Linked DNA regions of Mus musculus: region 2 is linked to region 1. The links are chromatin contacts, called in public Hi-C maps. All regions are on one chromosome and are shown on one strand. Each heading gives the region's core, a stretch centred on a gene start, on an enhancer-like site or on the middle of the called end of the contact. The rest is flanking DNA. Distances are from core to core; before and after follow the strand shown.

What was found. Hi-C and Micro-C count contacts between places; a contact is called where the count stands out from the background.
Region 2: a Hi-C map of cerebellum shows a contact between it and region 1, with 3 times the contacts expected there. The contact joins two enhancer-like sites. A contact is called at or near these places in 13 of 484 Hi-C or Micro-C datasets (the HL-1 cell line, beige adipocytes, cardiomyocytes and 10 more), 15 of 115 datasets of contacts at active chromatin or transcription factors (cardiomyocytes, craniofacial prominence, differentiating embryonic stem cells and 12 more) and 3 of 9 other capture datasets (adipose tissue, embryonic stem cells and liver).

What each region holds. Positions count from the first base shown.
Region 1 is chr4:97,793,667-97,796,366 of GRCm38.p6, forward strand. The region is part of intron 2 of Nfia (nuclear factor I/A); the gene reads left to right. Among named protein-coding and RNA genes, the nearest start is that of Nfia, 17 kb to the left of the region's middle. Within about 2 kb of position 1,380, at least 43 of the 459 cell types and tissues checked have an H3K27ac peak or open chromatin away from gene starts, as enhancers often do. A contact at or near this core is called in cerebellum, where this site is marked.
Region 2 is chr4:98,107,818-98,110,517 of GRCm38.p6, forward strand. All of the region lies in intron 10 of Nfia (nuclear factor I/A), which reads left to right. Among named protein-coding and RNA genes, the nearest start is that of Gm34784, 17 kb to the right of the region's middle. Within about 2 kb of position 1,399, at least 126 of the 459 cell types and tissues checked have an H3K27ac peak or open chromatin away from gene starts, as enhancers often do. A contact at or near this core is called in cerebellum, where this site is marked.

The sequences.
Region 1 (2,700 bases), core at 130-2,629:
CTTCAATAAAATGAGGTAGGGGTAAAAATTTTAAAAGTATAACATCTTGCCAAGTTCAGAATACATATTATGTGTAAGGTTATATATAATATATATACACACATATGTTTTTTGTGAGAAATTTTTTTGGCTGAAATGTTACAGTGAAAGACATAATTGTTCTAAAGATGTGTGTCTCACAGAAAAGACGAAAACCACCCAAAGTGGATAAATGGCATGCTTTGTCCTTATGCCACCTACATTTTTAAACTACTGTGACTGATTTCTCTAGAAAGGTCAGAGGTTTCAAACAAAAGCTTTGTGATTCTTCAAAGGGAGACATTTTGAGTTTTTCTCTGTGGAGACTGGCTGTGCCTAGCTTTGGCTTCATTTCCAGTTGTGCTTGGGAGGTGACTGGGTACAGAGTGACAAGGGAGTACCGCAGGTCCTTAGCCAGCTGACTTGTGGGGCAGGCAGAGGGTAGAGGGCCGGATGACTCCACCTGGGCGCTCTTACGCGGTCCCTTAGTTTACAGGCGAGCTCACAGGCTTTCTCTTGTTTTGCTGTAGAGCCTTCCTTTACAGACTCAAAACACGGGACAGCCAGAGAGGTTTGTGTATTTGGGTACCATGGCGTGGTGAAGTTTCAGCCATCGTGGATACGGGTTTCTTTGATTTTTACATGAACTTGTTTGTCTTTACTTTGTTTCGTTTCTGACTTCCAGTCTGGGTGAGTTGTTCTTGTTGTGTGTTTGTTGGAGGATAGATGTGCTCAGGAGACTGTGACTGCCCTTGTCAGGCAACAGGGACAGAACACACTCAAGTCTGATGATTAGGAAAGAAGAGAGCCGGCATTTAAGCCAAGTCTCTCAGATCCCATGCTTGTGTTCCTTAGATGCGGTATCTACCTAGTATTTTCATATGTATTATCTTACTGGCGCTCCACTTAACCTTAACATCTGAGTTGAAGAGTTCTTATAAGTGCCTGTATATAGTAGGAAGCAGGTTGAGGAACTAGGCCCCGGTATGATGGTTAGTCGATTGCTCTTCTGGATCTTCTTTTTATCTCAGAGATATCGACAACACATCAAGTTCTAAGCTCTGCTTCTGAATTTATCGTAGTACAAACAAACAAACAAACAAACAAAAACAAGAAATGTTCTCCAGGACTCTCAAGATAATCTTGAAATCCATTGTTTATTTAAAAGCTTAAAAATGTAGTAAGAAACCACCCAGAATGTTGTCTGTGTTTGTATTAATTTTGTTTTCTTACCTTGAAGAAAGTTCGGAGGCCTGGGCCTTTATTTCATAGGCAGAAAACCGAAGCTCTTGCTTCCCAGAAGCTGTGTGATGGAAGATTCTGTATGAGTCACACAGCAGCTGCATCCCAGGGATGCTCTGGCTGATACTGGCTAGTGAGGTCAGTTTGGCTGCCTCTCTTGACAGATTTTACCATGGCGCTGGCCATTGAGTCATCAAACATCAGTTCTTACGGTCTCTGCATGGTACTAGGTTCCCAAGATAGAAGAACATACCATGCAACAACTTTCTTAGGTATAATTTCTTCAGATATTAAGATTTCAAATATTTTGATAATTTTACACTAGGGTCTTCCTAATTAATAGACTGTGTGGAGTCTTTAAACATTTGTAGAACCAGTTGTTTTAATTTTTAAAAAAAAATTGTGTGTACATGTCTATGTTTGCATGATGGGGATGTAGGGGGAGGGTGCATGCTATGGTATGTTTGTGTATATACCTGTGTGTGTGTATGTGTGTGTGTGTATATGTGCATGTGTGTGTGTGGAGAGAGAGAGCGCGCGAGAAGGAGAGAGAAAGGGAGGGAGAGGGAGAGAGAGAAGTAGAGAGAGGGGAAGAGAAAGAGAGAGAGGGAGAGAGAGAAGGAGAGATAGAGGGGGAAGAGAGAGAGAGGGAGGGAGAGAGAGGGAGAGAGAGAAAAAAACTTTGTGGAATCACTTTGCTCTTTCCACCTTTATGTGGGTTCCAGGCGAGGAGCTCCGCTCCCCTGGTTTGCCTGCTTAGCACCATTAGGAACGGAGCTGTCTCACTGGCCCCTGTGTTGTTTTTTTTTTAAAAATAAAATAAATGCTGCACATTGAGATTTGTAACATTTGACTGTATTTCTATTATGTGTTCAAGAATCTTTTGTGTCAGAAATGTCTGTGTAAATGTTCCGAAAGAGGGCCCAAGCTTTCTGTTTCTTAGAAGCTGACCGCTATGATGTTTTCTCTAGAGCAAGCCACTGAACAGTGAGACATAGACAGACAGACAGACTTCCTCCCCCCCCCTCTCTGACATCTTCCTTGTAATGATGAAGTGTGAAACAAATAGAGTTACAGAAAAACAAAACACCGGGAGAACTAGAGTGGAAAACAGAAAGGAAGGGAAGCCTTGGAGAGCAAGCTGTGGGGAATTCATTTGGCAGTTGGTGGAGGTCCCTAACACACAGCCAGATTTCAGTGGTGCCGCTTCCTACAATCCGAATTCTGCTCCCTCTCTGAAAGTCAGCAATGGCAGGACTTGCACACTGATGAGGGTCTGAGGTTGCCAGGGGTCTGGATCTGCTTTGCCTTTCCTTTCCGATAAAAGATGGCAGGTGCAGGTTGCATTGCGTTTGCATAGAGAGCACCCAGGGCTGCTGTGACCAGTGTGGTAATGGGGTGGCTGGAGGGTCTATAGGAGCATGTGTAGACAGTGGTCAG
Region 2 (2,700 bases), core at 149-2,648, 310 kb after region 1:
AGAAAGAAAGAAAGAAAGAAAGAGAGAAAGAAAGAGAGAGAGAGAGAGAGAGAAGTTCGTGTGTGGTTCCCCCTAACTGACTTCCCATTCTGGAAGCCCTTGGTCAAGTAGCTGGGTTAATTGTCATGAAGATTAGTGAGATGTTGAAATAAGTACTAATGGTCAAATTACAGGAGTGAAAAGTGGGAGAATAGGTTTTGGTTTGGACCTGAAAGGGTTAATTAAGGTTTTTTCACGGGTTATTAAAGACCCCCAACCCCTGCCTTAGGAGTCATATTGACAGCCCACCACAGGGCAGCTCAGCTCCTCTATTGACATGTTGCTGGTAGGAGCACAATAGCCCCAGTATCTGCAAATCATTGCTAAAATCATCTCAAGGAAAAAAAAGTTCCCAAGCTTTAACATTAGACAAAAGCCCGGGAGTTGCAGTGTGCAGCTCAAAAACCCAGAGTCAGCAACTTCTATTGATTAAAAACTAACCTTTAAAGTAACTCTGAGAGCGTGTGGTTAGCATTTAAATTTAAACATGTCGTGAGTTGATTTGTGTTACTGAATACCAACTCAGAAGGAGTAACATTCACAGTGCGGTTTTTTTTTCTTTCTTTCTTTCTTTTTTTTTTTTTTTTCTAACTCCCTTAAGCAGCTAAAGTATTTCATGAAATGTCAAAAGGGCAGAAAGAAAAAGGGGAGGGGCCAATGCGGGGCCTCATCGTTTTCTTTCCCAGGCAAATATTCACCCCCCAAAAGAAAAGTGTGGAGAGCGAAACACAATAATTAGTCCTTTGTCTAACTTTCTCAAATGCCAAAGAAAGACAGATTAATTAAATATACAACAGTGTTGGTTTTTGGAGCGGGGGTCTAGCTTGCTGGGTAGGTCATAAATTAGGCAGAATAAATACTTCAGTGTGTTTGCAGTGGGCCTGCTACGTCAGAGCCACTGGAAGGTTGGTGGGAGGAGAGTGGCGGGTTTCTTGCTAATGATAGTCACGTCTGGGTCTGTCTGGTTGCTAAGAGCAACCAGACATGATGTAACACCAGGATGAACTTGAACTTGGGGGACTTGAAAAGAGAACAATAGCCCAGAGCAATCAATAAAGCCTATTTCAGTGAAGGGTTACAGAGCTGCTCTGGGGTAACCTTGTGGGCGAGGCACACACTGAATAGTAAGATGTGTGAAGAAACTTTTTTTTTCTTTGCTTTGCTTTGCTTTGCTTTGCTTTGCTTTGCTTTGCTTTGCTTTGCTTTGCTTTGCTTTGCTTTGCTTTGCTTTGCTTTGCTTTGCTTTGCTTTGCTTTGCTTTGCTTTGCTTTGCTTTTTAGCAGAAGTATGTACAGGGCACTGCTGATTTTTGTAATGTCCTGAATGCAGAAACTACGGGACGGAAAACTGCTCCCCCTGGTGACTCGCCAGGTCCCAGGCCTTTGCTTCAGGACTGCCACACTGAAGAAGTCCAGAATTTCACAACTGCCTTAGAAAGCATGCAAACAGATTGGGAACAGCACTTACCACTCAGTTTGAGACTGTTCTGTATAAGAGCAGATATGGAAAGTGGATCTGCGTCAGAGATCAGGAGAAACTTAACGCAGACACGGTTTGCGGTCTGCTTCCCTCCCCTTTCCTTCTTACTGATCTTTCTTTTGTCCACTTAGATTTAGGCCATGCATACTTGCCAGGGTGATTTCTTTTCCAGATATAAGCAGCTTTATTGGGTTCTCCGAAGCGCATGGTCAGAGAGTAAAAGTCTACAGGATGAGTAGTTTTGTGGTTTGAGCTAGGAGTTTTTGTTTTGTTTTGTTTTGTTATAAGCGCCTTTGGAAATCAAAGGTACCTTGTGTGACCAGGAAATTTTACACCATGCCTCCATGGAGCTATCACTTAGCTATTTATCCCTGGGATCAAAGGAGTCCCGACTTTCCCCTAATTGAATCTCCCCGACAAGAGTGAGCTTTAGCCCTCACCTCCGGAATCAGTTCCGACTGACTCAAACCCTGGTGATGTTTTCAATGCAGAACTCACAGCCTCGAAGCTGGTAGGTTTTCTGATGAAAATACTGAATTCTTCAGAATACTTAGAAGAAAGTTGGCAAAAAAAAAAAAAAAAAGTCATACAATTTTTAGCCTCACTTGAGTTTTGAGATTGGTCTATAGTTGCTCATTTTGTTAAGCGAACTCTCTGTGTTGACAAAGAATGTTTCTGAAAGGGACATAAGACTGGCTCCACAGCTGGCAGAAAGCTCCAAGGGCACATTGAGTAGACAGAAACATGAACGAGAACTACAGTGGTTTCATTTCCCCATGAACACAATGGTGCTTCATAAGGTGCCATCTTATTTTATTATGTATCTTTTCTAAGAAAAGAATTTTAAATATATGCCATTGAAAGGATTTGCACCTGGCCGGGCAGTGGTGGCGAATGCCTTTAATCCCAGCACTTGGGAGGCAGAGGCAGGTGGATTTCTGAGTTCAAGGCCAGCCTTGTCTATGAAGTGAGTTCCAGGACAGCCAGGTCTATACAGAGAAACCCTGTCTCGGAAAGAAAAAAAGAGAGAAAGAGAGAAAGAGAGAAAGAGAGAGAGAGAGAGAGAGAGAGAGAAAGAGAAAGAAAGAGGAGGGGAGGGGAGGAGAGGGGAGGGGAGGGGAGAGGAGGGGAGAGGAGGGGAGAAGAGGGGAGAGGAGGGGAGGGGAGGGGAGAGGAGGGGAG